Linked DNA regions of Pan troglodytes: region 1 is linked to region 2. Evidence: chromatin contacts called from public Hi-C data. All regions are on one chromosome and are shown on one strand. The core of a region is the stretch at or near the end of the contact, and the rest is flanking DNA. Distances in the headings are between cores, read along the strand shown. Region 1 holds the start of COL23A1 (collagen type XXIII alpha 1 chain). Region 2 holds the start of PHYKPL (5-phosphohydroxy-L-lysine phospho-lyase).

Evidence for each region. A called contact is a pair of places that touch in the nucleus more often than the background predicts.
Region 1: a contact with region 2 is called in a Hi-C map of induced pluripotent stem cells, with 3 times the contacts expected there. The contact joins the promoter of COL23A1 here to the promoter of PHYKPL in region 2. A contact is called at or near these places in 2 of 7 Hi-C or Micro-C datasets (induced pluripotent stem cells and stem cell-derived neural progenitor cells) and 1 of 1 datasets of contacts at active chromatin or transcription factors (stem cell-derived excitatory neurons).

Annotation. Positions count from the first base shown.
Region 1 is chr4:176,060,837-176,067,827 of NHGRI_mPanTro3-v2.0_pri, reverse strand. It overlaps COL23A1 (collagen type XXIII alpha 1 chain), which reads left to right and starts at 5,216. Exons shown (of 29, transcript XM_024356856.3): 1 at 5,216-5,602. The coding sequence starts at 5,309.
Region 2 is chr4:175,700,205-175,707,840 of NHGRI_mPanTro3-v2.0_pri, reverse strand. PHYKPL (5-phosphohydroxy-L-lysine phospho-lyase) reads left to right here and starts at 3,220. Exons shown (of 12, transcript XR_008548306.2): 1 at 3,220-3,572; 2 at 4,531-4,649; 3 at 5,953-6,112.

The DNA of each region.
Region 1 (6,991 bases), core at 3,967-6,466, 360 kb before region 2:
CCATTAACATTTTTAAAATTGTGGGTCTGATGGTGGATGAATTTTTCCAGCTTTTGTATGTCTAGAAGTCACTCTTTAGCCTTTGTTTTTTGAAAGGTAATTTTGCTGGGTATAAAATTCTAGGTTGACAAAAGATGTTGCTTACCTATCTTCTGGGTTGCATTGTTTCCAACAAAGAAATCTGCTGTTATCCTTGTTACTGTATTTGTGTCTCTTTTTCTGGTTACATTGTTTTCTTTTGCTCATTTCAAGCATTTTGATTATAATGTGGCTTGTGCGGTTGTCTTCATGTTTCTTGTGCATGGGTTTCTTGAAATTATTGGATATGTGTGTGGGTTTATAGTTCTTATCAAATTTGGAAAAGTTTTTCAGCCATTATTCAAACATTTTTTTCTGCCCTCTTCCCCAGGGACTCCAGTTATACATACATTAAGCCACTTGAAGTGATTGCACAGATCACTGACGCTCTTCATTTTTTTCAGTCTTTTTCTCACTATTTTGCTTATATTGATATATTTTTAAGTTCATTGATCTTTTGCCCCAAAGTGTTTAATTTGCCTTTAATGTGATTCAATGTATTTTTCACCTCAAACATTATCGTTTTAATTTCTAGAATTTTAAGTCTTTTTAAAAGATAACTTTCATACCTCTACTTAACATGTTAAATCTTCCCTTTAGTTCCTTGAACATATGGAATACAGTTACAGCTTTTAATAGCTTTGCTTACTACTAATTCTGTTATCTCTGTTATTTCTGGGTTGGTTTTGATTGATTGCATTTTCTTCTATTATGGGTCATATTTTCTTGCTGCTTTGCATGCCTGGTAATTTTACCTTTTGTTTTACCTTATTGGGTAAAATTCTGTATGCTTTATTGTGGGACATGATTAAGTATTTGAATCAGTTTGATCTCTTCAGGTTTGGGTTTTAAGCTTTGTTAGACAGGACCAGGGCAGCAATTAGTCTAGGGCTAGTATTTTCCCCACTACCGAGGCAAAAACCTTTTGAGTACTCTACCCAACGTTCTCTGAGTTATCAGATTTTCCACACTGGTTGGTAGGAAGAACTATGCCTGGCTTAGTGAGCTGTGAGGGTTTGTGTTTGCCAGTTATTAGAGTCTAATCCTTTTGGGTTATTCCGTCCTGGCCTCTGGTAGTTTCCTCATACAGGGATGCTGATGAGTTCTCAGGTGAAGGCTTCAGGGGAACCAGCTGCAGATCTCTAATTCTCTGTGCAGCTCTCCCCTCTCCTGTCCTCTCCTCTGCAAATTCTAACTGCTTTGGCCTCCCTGGACTCAGCTTTCTCTCTTCACCTTCCGCTGGCTCTACCTGCACTGTGTCCTGGAAAATCTCTCCAGAGTAGGAACCCAGGGCAGTCCTTGGGTTCACTTTGTTTCCTGTCTCCAAAGGATCACTGGCTTTTAATGCCTGATGTCTGGTGTCTCGAAAACTGCTGTTTTTATACAGTTTTTTTTTTTTTTTTTTGGCTTTTTAGTTGTTTTAAATAGTCAGATAGTAAATCTGGTCCATGTCAATATCTCTGTTTTAAAAACAAAAAGGTGGCCAGGCATGGTGGCTCACCCCTGTAATCCCAGCATTTGGGAGGCCGAGGCAGAAGGATTGCTCGACCCCAGGAGTTCAAGAGCAGCCTGGGCAATATAGCGAGACCCCCACCTCTAAAAAAAAATAATAATAAATAAATAAATAAAAAGTGAGGGTCTATAGCTTGTTTCAGTTTATACTGTGAGATATTAGTGAAGCCAGAACTAGAATCTGGGCATTGAATCAAAACCTGGTGCCTTTTTTAACATTGCCTTCTTAAAAAAATTTTTTTAAATAACATTACCTTATTAAAAAAAAAAAAAAACGCAACACCCTTTGCTATCCCTTTAAACCTTGTGGCTTAATTTAAACAATTTTCTGCTGAAAATTTTTATAAACTGGATTACATATCCATGCCTTCTTGAACAGCAGTTTGAACATATTTGAACCTTTTCATTATTAACATTCCTTCTTCAGTGGTTGTCCACCCTATCTGACCCAAATAATCCCTATTTTATAAAATAGTTTGATATGCTCCCTTTATCTCCAAGAGTCTGAGCGTTTGTAGATCATCAGGTCAGGCTTGCTACACATTTTTGTTCCAGTTGTAATTGGGCAAAGGCGTTATCATGAGGTGCCTGGCCTATTCTTTCCTGCACCCTGTATGGAAGCAGCCCTACCTCTTCCTCCTCATTAGGGTCAATTGCCTCTGCCAAATGGTGCCGTCTTGATTTCAGGTCCCTATATACAGAGTTCAGAGTGCCCTGGGTGGCAGCAATAGCTTATAGTTTAATGGAACCCCTACTGTGTCCCCTGGCAAGAATGTAACCCCTTTGAGAACTAGGACCTCCAACTCTCTAACAGGAAGCATAACATCCCCCATGGGGTCATGGGGAGGGATGGCTAGTGCTTCTACCCGTGGGTTCATGGACCCACGTATTCTTACTGGGAGCACAGCATCATACAGAGGTTCCTGATTTAACACACACACTACATCCTGAGAGATGGCACTAAATCCTTCAGGGAGTGGCCTCTGCGCTGGTGCTTCATCTGTGCCTTCAGAAGGCAGTTCCAGTATTCTGTGAGGCTGGTTGCTCCTGACCAGTGCAGGATGCAACACAACCAGTGGATTCCTTGGTCCATGGGTTCAGCCCCAGACCTTTACTGTAAAATGGGTACCCTGGTTGGGTGTGGTGGTGTGTGAGATCCTGTACCTGTGGGTTGGGCATTCTGTAGGGATAGCAATGCTGGCTGAGGCTCTGCAGGCAGGAAAGACAAGCCCACAGCTGGTGCTGTCCCTGTGAGGGGCAAACCACTGGTCCTTGCAGGAAGGAGGGAATCCAAAGTAGCTGTTTTGCCACCACGTGGCCAGTTAGTCTGCCTGAGGAGTACCTTGTTTAGTCTATTGCTGACAGGTTAGCCATTCATAGGCAGCAGCAGCGGGATTGGTGTAAGTGCTGTCTACCTGTTAGGTGATGCTACACACGATAGGTTAGTGGATATTCTTTTATTCCCCCTCAAGATCTGCCCTTCTTCCTTCTGCCTCTGCTCTCTGCCCTCTAGGAGGCTGGCCTCTGCCCTGGAGGTTTGGTCGTTGAAAGGCCCCAGTAGATCAGAGAGCAGGAGAGAGCAGTTGAGTATTTATTCTGTGAGCTCCCTCCCTTTCAAGCCATGGCTTTGCAGAGGCTGTTCCCCTTAACCAAGGGCCACAGGTGCTGTGGAGCAGCCCTCTTCTATAGCTCTGAGTTCCCCAGGGTTCCCAGTTAGGGATGGTAATGGCCTCCCACTGTCAATACCCGCAGAGTGCTGCTTCGGCCTCCCCTGCTGGCCCCTCTGATCTCCACTTTGTGAATTGGCTCTACATTCAGGCTGTCTTGAGTCACCCTCTCTGAGGATGCCATCTATTCTTCCAGGACCCTAATGGACACAAGTAAGTCATTTTCTTTTTTGCCTTTTAGAATGAGTTGTAGACAGTATTTCCATCTTAATTCAGCCACCCCAATTCCCTGATGAATCTTGTGGGCCACCTTAAATGGGGCAGTCTGGGAAGGTCTTTTAGAAGCAGTGAGGTTGAGAACCTTGACCTGGAGGATGAGGAGGGGCTTGCCGTTTAACGATCTGAGAGCAGGAATGCAGGTAGTGAGGTGGTAGGCAAGGGCAGAGGCCCAGGGGCCAGTGAGCTTGGCTTTTTCAATACACAGAAGCTTCAGGAACATGGCAAACAATACATGCAGTAACATTAACATAGGTAGGTGGTGTGCAGTTTATGTGCCTGTAAGAAATGTAGTGCTGACTTGTAAGAGGGTGTTGGCCTCTTTTCAGAATGAGGCCAACTTTTCATTCTATTGGGCATACACCAGACCTTAGCACAGAGCCAAGTCTATCAACCATAACCCCCGGCCATCTCAGGGGTTCCCCTCTGAATTAAGGGAAGGAGACGGAACATGTTAGCCAGAGGCGCTCAACAGTTCTAAAAGGTGAGTATCCACAGAAATGAGATAACCAGAAGATATCCAGATAGTGAGAGGGAAGATGGATATAACGTTATTTTTCTTAAAAAGAAAATGGTTGGGGGGTTACTCAAATCACAAAGATCTGAACGGCTGGTTTGTTGTTTCATTTAGGTATTACAGGAGTTAGCGAAAGAGTTACCTGGGACCCATTTAGGACATGAATATGCCTGGTAGGAATCTGAACCCAGCCTGACTTCCAGCAGTTCTTCCCTTTCCTGCCAAGACTCGTTAGTGCCACTCATTCTGTTCTCTGGACCCAGGCTGTACGCCACAGCCTTCTTGCCTCAGCCCTGTGATTTAAATTTGCAGCAGAATCGCAGTACAGGTTAAGTGTGGTGCATACTAGATCATAATTTTTGGCCAAGTTGGGCGTCTGATACAGAATTAAGTCATCAGTTGAACAAGACTTGAAGTTCATTTTCTGAATCTTTCCCATTCGTTATAGTCTCAGTTTTCTCAAAAGCCCTCTCCAGGCCAGAAACAGTCTTACCATTTTTGTTTCCCGCACCGAAGTCCGGCAGCTAAGAACTCGTGAGAAGATTCTAAGAGGCGTATTTCCGTTTGGCGCAATCTCGACCCTGCCTCTCTCAATGTGAGTGCGCAGAGGTCGCTTTCCGCCACGAAGCGGCGCTAATCCACCACCTAGGACAGACCCACTAAGTTTTTTGCAGGATTTGAAGTTTTGAACTTTTACAAGTGTCAGAAAGGTAATTCACAAGTTTAGAGGAATGTGCTAAGGCACGAGTGGTGGGTGCTCCAGCCAGGGGTGGGCTGCAGAAGGGGCGCGGTGTCGCTGGGCTCCCCTCCGACCTCTGGGGTCCACAGTGCGGACTTGGGCTGGGGAAGCCTCAGAGGTGCGTGCGGGGGCGGGTGCCGGCGCCCGGGACAGGTGAGGGCAGAGGTGCGCGCTGCGCGTGGGATCAGCCTGGCGCCGACGGGTGGCTCCGAGGAGCTAGCTCCTTCCTCGCCCCCGCCCCCTCGCCGCGCGGGGCCAGCCCGGCCGCTCCTCCCCTGGGTGGGTCCCTGCTCCTTTTCTGGCAGGGTCTATTTGCATAGAGGAAACTGCCCAAAGTGGCCGCTGTGGAGGAGCTGGCTGCGGCGAAAGGGGCGTGCGCGGCGATCCGCTGCTACCCGGAGGCTAACCCCCGCGCCCGGCGGACCTCGTGCCTCGGGCTGTCCCGCCTGCTCCTCTCGCACTCAGCCTCTGCCCCAGCAGCACCGCCCCCTCGGAGAGTCCACGCGCGACGAACGCGCCATGGGCCCAGGCGAGCGCGCCGGTGGCGGCGGCGACGCGGGGAAGGGCAATGCGGCGGGCGGCGGCGGCGGAGGGCGCTCGGCGACGACGGCCGGGTCCCGGGCGGTGAGCGCGCTGTGCCTGCTGCTCTCCGTGGGCTCGGCGGCTGCCTGCCTGCTGCTGGGTGTCCAGGCGGCCGCGCTGCAGGGCCGGGTGGCGGCGCTCGAGGAGGAGCGGGAGCTGCTGCGGCGCGCGGGGCCGCCAGGCGCCCTGGACGCCTGGGCCGAGCCGCACCTGGAGCGCCTGCTGCGGGAGGTGAGCGTCTTGGCGCGTGGCTGGGGCGGACTTGGGTGTGTCGGGTTGAGGGTGGCGGTACGCTGGGAGCCGGGGGCAGCCTGCAGGTCTCTGGGAGGAGGGTCGCCCGCGGGCTGCGTGCGCTCGGGGCCGTCCCAGAGATGGGCGCGTCTGCGCCAAGGCGGAGGCTGGGGGTGCCGGCCCCAAGGGGTTTTGCGGTCTCCGCTCCGGCCTCAGGGTCCCGTGCCAGGCAGGCGGCCGCGAGAAAGGGGAAGGAGAGACCAGGGACTTTGGAGTAACAGACCTAGGGTCAGTCTCCACGGGGTGTGCGCTCGGACACGCCGCTTCCCGCCGGCGGCCAGAGTCGGGGATAAAGATGAGGCTCGTGGGAAGTATCTGGTGACTGTGACCAGTAGCACCTACTGTTCCTAACCAACGCTGGTACACCTGGAGAGGCGGTGGTCACGGCGGAGGAAAGCCTCAGACAGGCCCGAGGGCTGGGCCCCGCTGTGCTCCAGTGTGTCTCCAGCAGCTCAGGCCCCAAGACTGAGCCGTCACCGTCGCACTGAGGCCTCGGGGATGGGGGTGGGGGCGCCCACATGACTTGGTAAGATGAGGGGAAGGAGAAACAATCGGGGGTGGAGGACCTGGACTCTGGTTTCAGGCGGTGCCATCTGGGGTGTGGGCTCGCAGGACATCCGGAGTTTCCCGTCCCTTACCTGGGAATCGCGACTTCCACAGCTTACTTGAAAGCTCATATGAGGCTCTGTGACACTTCTAAGGGTTAAGATTGCTGCTGTGTGTCTTCAAAGAAAGAGCCACCTTTGGGTCCTCAAAGCCCTCACCCAGCATGTTGGTCAAAGCCTCCACCTTTTGTACGGCATGTGCGGCAGTTCCCCTCCCCACAAAACTGGACAGGCCCTGGTGGGCTGGCCAGAGCCTCCCCTGCCGAGCCTTCCTCCTCCTCCTGGGATAGATGGCTGCCCCAGACCCCAAGGTCACTGTCCAAGGGGGCATCCTCAATTGCTGTGTGAAAACAGGCAGGGTTTCAAGGTGGAGGAGAGGGAGGACTGGCCTGTACACCCCCAATTCCCTAGACTGCCCAGCTGGGATCTTTATTAACGTGTCCAGCTGTGTTTCCAATGTTGAGTTCCTTTGGACTCCAAAGGAAAGTGGGAGAAGATGACTGCGTACCACACCTCCTTGTTCACCCCACCTGTTTCTTAGTCACTTTAATTTAAGCTAGGATCACATCTCTTCTAGCTGGGTTCTGGGTAAAATTGCTGCTTCATGAAATGATTTCCTATTTTACCCTTGAAAGGGCCTGCAGACTTAAAACTCTCTCAGCCCTGCTGGAAACTCCTGGCGATGGTTTCATAATTGCCGCCCATTAGCTTTTGGCAAATCCCT
Region 2 (7,636 bases), core at 1,971-4,470:
GGTGCATTGCACTGACGGTGTCTGAGTCTCCAAGGACTGAAGCCTAGGGCAGGCCACAGTATGGGTGGTCACCCTCAGACTTCTGTGACACGGCCTTGCTAAGCAGAAGAGGCTCGGCCACACACTGGCTAAGGAGGGAGGGATATATCCAGTCCCCTCCTCTGTCTCCCTAAGGAACTGGCAATAAGTGGAAGGTCACATCGCTCAGCCAGTTGTCTGGGTCAACAGGGAAGCCAGTAGTGGGAAAAGGAAGAGAAACACAGTGGGGCTGTGATGACTGATGGAGGTCACTGGGTGTCCATGCCGCCTCTGGAGTTCCCGCATAACCTCACCATCTGCATGCTACACTTCACAGTTCCCTCCTTCCTCCATCCAGGAACCTCACTTGATCCCCTCACCAGCCCTGCGAAGCCCAGAGCTTGTGTGATAGGTGTCAATATGCCCATTTTACATAGGGGAAAACTGAGGCTCAGAGAGGGTAGTCACCTGGCCAGGGATGCACAGCCAGGACATAGTGGCAGGCTTGGGACTGCACCTAGGCTCTTGGGTTTGTCCTCTCATATGTCCTTCTGAAACTTGTCTGGCAGAGCATGGAATCTGATAGGCAGCTCCATGATGCTGGGTGATTGGCAGGTAGATCCTCGTGGGGTAGAAGCCATGTGTTCCCCCACTTCCCCAGTCTTCTGAGGGGGTCTCTCCTGCTCCTTTAGGCAGGATGGGGCATTCTTGGCCCACTGCTGCCCCCTTGCGGTCTCATACCTTGTATCCTGATGGCTGCAAACGTTTCAACTGCAAGCTTAAAAATGTAGAGTGGGCTGAGTCCTCAAAGTGCCCGGGGAGAGCACAGAGGCAGTAGAGGGTTCAATGATTTGTTCAAGGTCCCAGCCGAGACACTGGGGAGCACCCTGCTTCACAGCTGAGACTCAAGGACTGGGGGGCCTCAGGCCTCCTGCCAAGAAAGGCAGTACAGCCTCAAAGTACCCCTTTCTGGAAGAGAGAGAAGTACATTTACTGAGCCCTGCTGTACCATGACAGCTAAACTAACCACAAGGATAACGATCCCTTTTTATAGATGAATGTGAAGGGGACTTACCAGGTCTCTTTCCTCCTGGTCCCTAGGAGACCACTAGGAATACATGGGATGCTTCTGGTTAGCACAATGATTGCAGGACACCTGGGCATTTAGGGGGCAGGGCCAGGGATAGCAAACACCTAAAATGCATAGGACAATCCTACCCAGTGACAAATCATCTCAACAAGAATCCCAGTGCCAACCCTGTTGAGAAACACCATGCCCTGGGTTCAAATCCTGACTCAGCCACTTCCATCCCCTACCCTCTTGGACTCCAACATTGCCTAGAGGGCCAGGCATGAAATAAAGGACAGATGAGTGCCTGGCACAGGGCCAGAGACAAGGAGTGGGCTTTTCTGAGCAGGAAGAAGGTGAGGCCTCCTGGTGTTCTGTGCCATGCTAGAAGATACTCCTGGCCCAGGAAATGGCTCAACCTGGTCTGACCTCCAACTATATCACCTCTTGACCCAGGAGCAGGTGAGATGTTAGCTGGGCCCAGCTACAGCCTTCTCACCCTCTGCCTTAAAGCAGGAAAAGCCCCTGAGCCAACCCGATTCCTCTGAGCTGCACGGGGCCACAGCTGTGGCTGGAGTTTGGGCTGCAAGACAGGGCTGAAAGGCGGGCCCCAAATAGGACTCACACACACACAAATACACAAACACACACACGGTCTGTGAGGTCTTGATCCTCAGAAACGAAGTACAGGCTGGGTATGGTGGCGTGCACCTGTAGTAGCAGGTACTTGGGAGGCTGAGATGGGAGGATCACATGATCCCAGGGAGGTAGAGACTGCAATGCTGCACTCCAGCCTGAACAACAGAATAAGACCCTTTCTTTAAAAAAAAAAAATACAGGCCACAAGCAGTTAACCTCGCAGTTAATTTGGGAAGAATTTTTTCCAAAAATCATGTAAAATATTCAATTCAGCTTTACAGTTAAAAATAAGAAATTCCATTCTTTTAGGGAAGATGAAAAAGTCCTGTTGCGTGGATGGTGGTGATGGTTGCACGACGATGTGAATGTACTTTTGCCACTGAATTGTATCCTTAAAAATGGTTAAAATGGTAAAATTTTGTTATGTATATTTTACACAATAAAGAAAAAAGAAACTCCAAATGTTCTTTAATAAATGCCTTAATTGGCCGGGTGCGGTGGCTCACCCGGCCTGTAATCCCAGCAGTCTGGGAGGCCGAGGCAGGCAGATCATCTGAGGTCAAGAGTTCAATAAATGCCTTATGCATCTTACAACTGTATTGGGAAGAGAAGAAATCAGCAATGAGGGAGTGAAGCAGAGGCCTGGGAATCATGATGTGGACAGAAAGAAGGGACAATCAGGAGCCTCCCCTGCACCTGCTGCAGTCCCAGGCCCGTGTTCCAGGGTTCTTCAAGGCAGAAAGCCCCAGTGCCTCACCCCAAGAGGGGGCTTTTCTCTCATATCCCAGCCCCTTGGGAGGCCTTTTCTTCTCACTCCCTGGGCTGGGAGTCAAGAAGACCTCAGTAGGAGTCCAGCCTCTGCAGCCTTGCTGCGTGTCTGACAACAAAACCCTTTCCCTTTCTGGGCTTCAGGGTCACCGACATGTACCACAAGGAGGATTCCCAACCTCTCTTCTTGCCCAAACACTGCATGATTCTCTCAGCGTTGATATAGCTCGTCCGGTTCACCCTGCCTAGATTCTAGCAGGAACTATGGTGCCCTGAAGGTCAAGCCCATGGTGATCTCCTTGGTCAGCCCCAGAAGGGACCCTGGGCTCTCCTTCTGCTCTTCCTGCTGCCCCTTCATGGGGCTGGGAAAACCTAGGACCTGCTTCTCCCACCCTGAGGCCCCTACTGTGTACCAGGCCCGGGTAAGGTACCAGTCACATACTCGCACTTAGGCCTCACAGTTCATCCCATTTTATGCACAAGGCGACTCAAAGACTGAGTCTGGCCCAGGGAAGGCCTGCAGGAGCTCCGAGCCCCGCCTGGGCGCCAGGAGCAGGGGCGGGGTCGTCCGGGACCCTTTCCCGGAAGGGAGGCCGCAGGGGCCGGCGGGGCGGGGCCGGCGGGGCGGGGCCGGCGGGGCGGGGCCGGCGGGGCGGGGCCGGCGGGGCGGGGCCGGCGGGGCGGGGCCGGCGGGGCGGGGCCGGCGGGGCGGGGCCGGCGGGGCGGGGCCGGCGGGGCGGGGCCGGCGGGGCGCGTCCCGGAACCAGAGACGGGGTAGCGCTCGAGTTCCTGCGCGGGACTGCCAAGACACGACCACGGGCTGGAAGGCTGCCAGGCCCAGCGGGCAAGCGAAGAAATGAACCACCGCAACGCGGGCGCTTGGGGGCGGGGCCGAGTGCGAACCTGAGCCCCAAATCCCGACCCAGGCAGGGGCGGGGCCCGGAGCGGGGCCTTGGAGGCCCAGCCCGCGCGGCGACGTCTCCGCGTGGCGTCACGGCACCGACTGACGGCCACCCACCATGGCCGCAGACCAGCGCCCGAAGGCCGACACCCTGGCCCTGAGGCAACGGCTCATCAGGTACCCGGGCGGGGGGCGGGCGGCGGGGGGCGCGGGGCTGCGCGGAGAGGCACGCGCACGCACGACGCACGCACGCGCCACGCACGCGCCTCCCGCTAGGAAGCCGCTGCTACCCATCCCGTCCGGCCACTGCCCCGGCCCCGCTGCAGCTTGTAGGGCCCGAAGCGGGCGGCGCCGTTGGGCGGTCCCGGCGGGTGGTCTCCGGGGCCGCCTCCCCGACAGCGCCGTCTCCAGGCCGCCCAGTTCAGGAGACGGCCCCGCCCTCACCGCTGTTCGGCTGTGTCAGCCTCGCTTGGCAGCCTTTACTCCGGAGAAGACCTTCACCCTGGCGCCTGAGAGGACCTCACCCAGGGTGGCCCGTCAGCAGCACCTGGGCCTGGCTCGAGAGTGACCTGGGAGGGGGCTGAAAGGGCAGACAAGGGACAGTCGGGGGAGTCGGTTCACAGGCAGCACACTTGACCTGTGAGGGGGCCCTCGGTGGGACGGTGGGTGAGGTAGCCTCCCACTGGAGCTTAGGGCTGGCACCCAGCGAGGGGCAGCAGGACCACGTGGCTGGCAAGGAGCTGTTTAGGGCTGAGAGCCAGGCACCTAATGTTGGTGCCCTGTCCCATCCCATCGAGGACACGCGGCCTTATGGAGTCCCCGTGGGACGGGGCAGCCACCTTTTCTCAGGATCCAGGAGACTGACGTGGCCACATGCAGAAATGAGCAAGGAGGCCACAGAGGCTTAAAATGCTTTAAGAAACAATTCTAAGTTTCAGCAACTTGTTACCCCATCTGCTTCCTCCTTTGCAACCACCTGTGGAGTGGAGAGACAAGGCAGGGAAGCAGCACCTTGCCCTTCAAGCTTTCATTTCCTCCCCACCAGAAACTGGGAAGGGGTGGGCGGGGGTCTGTGATGAGTAGACTTCACCCTTTCGGTCTGACATGGCTGTCCACTCCTTGCCTGTCCCCACAGCTCTTCCTGCAGACTCTTTTTTCCCGAGGATCCTGTTAAGATTGTCCGGGCCCAAGGGCAGTACATGTACGATGAACAGGGGGCAGAATACATCGATTGCATCAGCAATGTGGCGCACGGTCAGTATCACACCTCAAGCTGGCAGGGCAGGAGAGGAAGGCAGTGCTGTGAACCTGGTCCCAAGGTGACCTGAGATTGCCGAGAGGTGTGGAGAACCTGGGTGGAGTTGAGGCACTGTCAATATGCAGAGGAGGCTCAGCCTTTGCAATATAGCTGTGGAATTCTGCAATCTGGAGCTGTGCTAAACCAGGCAGGGGTCAGCAATCTAGGTCTGTGAGTCTAGTTCCACTTGGGACTGATGATGAGCTCACAAAGTGGCAGATGGCCCGGCTGTGACCAGCAACGTAGCACAGTGCTGGCCAAGTGCTGGGGTCATGGCAGTGCTTCAGCCCCATTGGCCATCTCAGGTGCTAGGCAAGGGAGCTGAAGTAGGAATTCAGTCATCTTGATGAGGCTGCCAGAGCTGATGGAAAGAAAGGGAGTCTGAGACTCAGCAGGCACATGGAAGATGAATAAAGTTGAGGTTAAAAAAAAAAAAAAAGCAGAGACTCTAGTCTTAGACCGCTTGGGCTCAAATCCCTGTCCCCTACTTACTAACTTGTGATCTCGGGCAAGTTACTTAATTCTCAGTGCCTCAGTTTGCTTATCTGTGAAAGACATAATGATACTAGGTACCCACTTTAAGGTGTTTGGAGAATTAAGTGTGTTAATTTATGTAGCTTGCTCTGAATGTGCCTGGCACATGGTGAGCTCTCAGTACATATTCACTGTTATTATCCTTGGCCTTTGACAATCAAGATTACCACCAGCCCCCTTGGCTGGTGAAGTGAAACCAGTTGACAGTCACCCCCCACCCCACTTTTGTCATACAAGCCTCAAAAGGCCTTCCAGCCTGGGCAACATAATGAGACCTTGTCTCTACCAAAAAAAACTTAAAAATTAGCCAGGCATGGTGACTGGTGTCTATAGCCCCACCTGCTCAGGAGGCTGAGGTGGGAGGACCACTTGAGCCCGGGAGTGTGAGGCTGCAGTGAATGCCATGATCACACCATACACTCCAGCCTGGGTGACAGAGTAAGGCCCTGTTAAAAAAAAAAAAAAAGTCCTCCTTAAAGACATGGGCTTTCTAGACAGGGTTCTTCTGCTGAAGCGGCTTTCCTTCTGCCAGAATCTCAGGAACTCCTGGATCTGCCTTTCCAGAACCAGCTTCTCTCTCCCTGCTCTGCCTTCAGACTGCCCTCTTTCTACCTCTCCCTCTAGAACTACATCTCTTCTGGCTGGGTTTATAGCTTGGGGCTGGGGGAGGCCCAGTGGGACTGGCTGAGTGGAGCCAGCCGTGTGACGGAGGCGGCCCTCTTCCAGTTGGGCACTGCCACCCTCTCGTGGTCCAAGCAGCACATGAGCAGAACCAGGTGCTCAACACCAACAGCCGGTACCTGCATGACAACATCGTGGACTATGCGCAGAGGCTGTCAGAGACCCTGCCGGAGCAGCTCTGTGTGTTCTATTTCCTGAATTCTGGGTAAGTGGACTGTGGCCAGCCCCCGGGAAGAGGGTGAGACGGTAACAAAGACAGTCACTCATATGGGCCTAGTGTAGTGTAGCTGACCGAGTGTGGACTCGGAGAGGCAGCCCTCACTGCACCAGGCTCCTGAGATTCCCGGCTGTAGGCCCTGATGCTTTCTCTGTTGGATCCAGTTTCCTTGTCTCTTATTGGAGGATGTTATTACCTCCTTTCTAGGATCATTGCTGGGGCTTAGTGAGGTAATATGTTCCTTTATTTCTGCCTTACGGATACAGCCAAAATCCCTGCCTGTGGGTTGCTCAGTAAGGAAGGAAAACATCAAGTGATTCTTCAAAGAAATACAGAATTGCAAGGAGGGCTCTGGAGGAAGTGTACAGGGTATCATGAGGCCTAGAAAAAGTGAGGGGACCTGACCTGGGGATTCAGGGAAACCTTCCCTGAGGAAGGGCTGTTAAGCCAAGAGCTGACTAGGAGATAACTAGAAGAGGAGGAAGGAAGGGTGCTGCCACTGCATCAGAAGTCTCATCAAGGCTGGGCACGATGGCTCATGCCTGTAATCCCAGCACTTCGGGAGATCGAGGTGGGCGGATCACTTGAGGTCAGGAGTTTGAGACCAGCCCGGCCAACAGGGCGAAACCCCGTCTCTACTAAAAATACACAAAATTTAGCTGGGCGTGGTGGTGGGTGCCTGTAATCCCAACTACTCAGGAGGCTGGGCAGGAGAATTGCTTGAACCGGGAGGTGGAGGTTGCAGTGAGCCAAAATTGCACCACTGCACTCCAGTCTGCAGGACAGAGAGAGGCTCTATCTCAAAAAAAAAAAAAAATAGTCTCATCAAAACTCTTGTCAAGGTTGGTCACCACACAGAACTGCCTGTGGAAAGGCCCTGCAGCAGGAAAGGATATGGTACCCAGCACACTTGAGGAACCGAAAGAAGTCCACGAAGGGAAAGCAGAGGCTGTGAGCTGTTGGGAGGCAAGCAGGGCGCATCACCTAGGGCCTTCTCCGCCAAGTGAGGAAGCTGTCTTTATCCTAAGAGCATTGGGAAACTATCGGAGGCTTTAATCAGGAAACGATGTCTTACAGGGAACGGAGCGCAAGAGTGGACACTGTTAGGTGCCAGTTCAGTGGCCAGGTGAAAGGTCATGGTAGCTCACACTAGGATCGGCAGTGGAGACAAACAGGCAGGCGATTACAGTGTATCTGGGAGAGAACATTCCAACAAATCATAGGTGGTGGCGTTGAATTATAGTGATGATTATTGTGGCCACTCACACAGTACAGACATCTGCCCCCCAGATAATTTTTAGGAAGTGGAATTCACCATCTTCATTTTACAGGTGGGGTAACAGCAGTTCAAAGAAAGGAACTTGAGCCCAGACATTTCCCATGTCAAGTGCTGGAGCCTCTGGAAAGAGCAGGGAGCTGGTGCTTCCTCAGTGGTGGTGGAGGAGGGGCATTCTTATGCCACCAGCTTTATTCTGTGGATTCCAGTGACTTCCATGTTGCCAGATCCAAAGC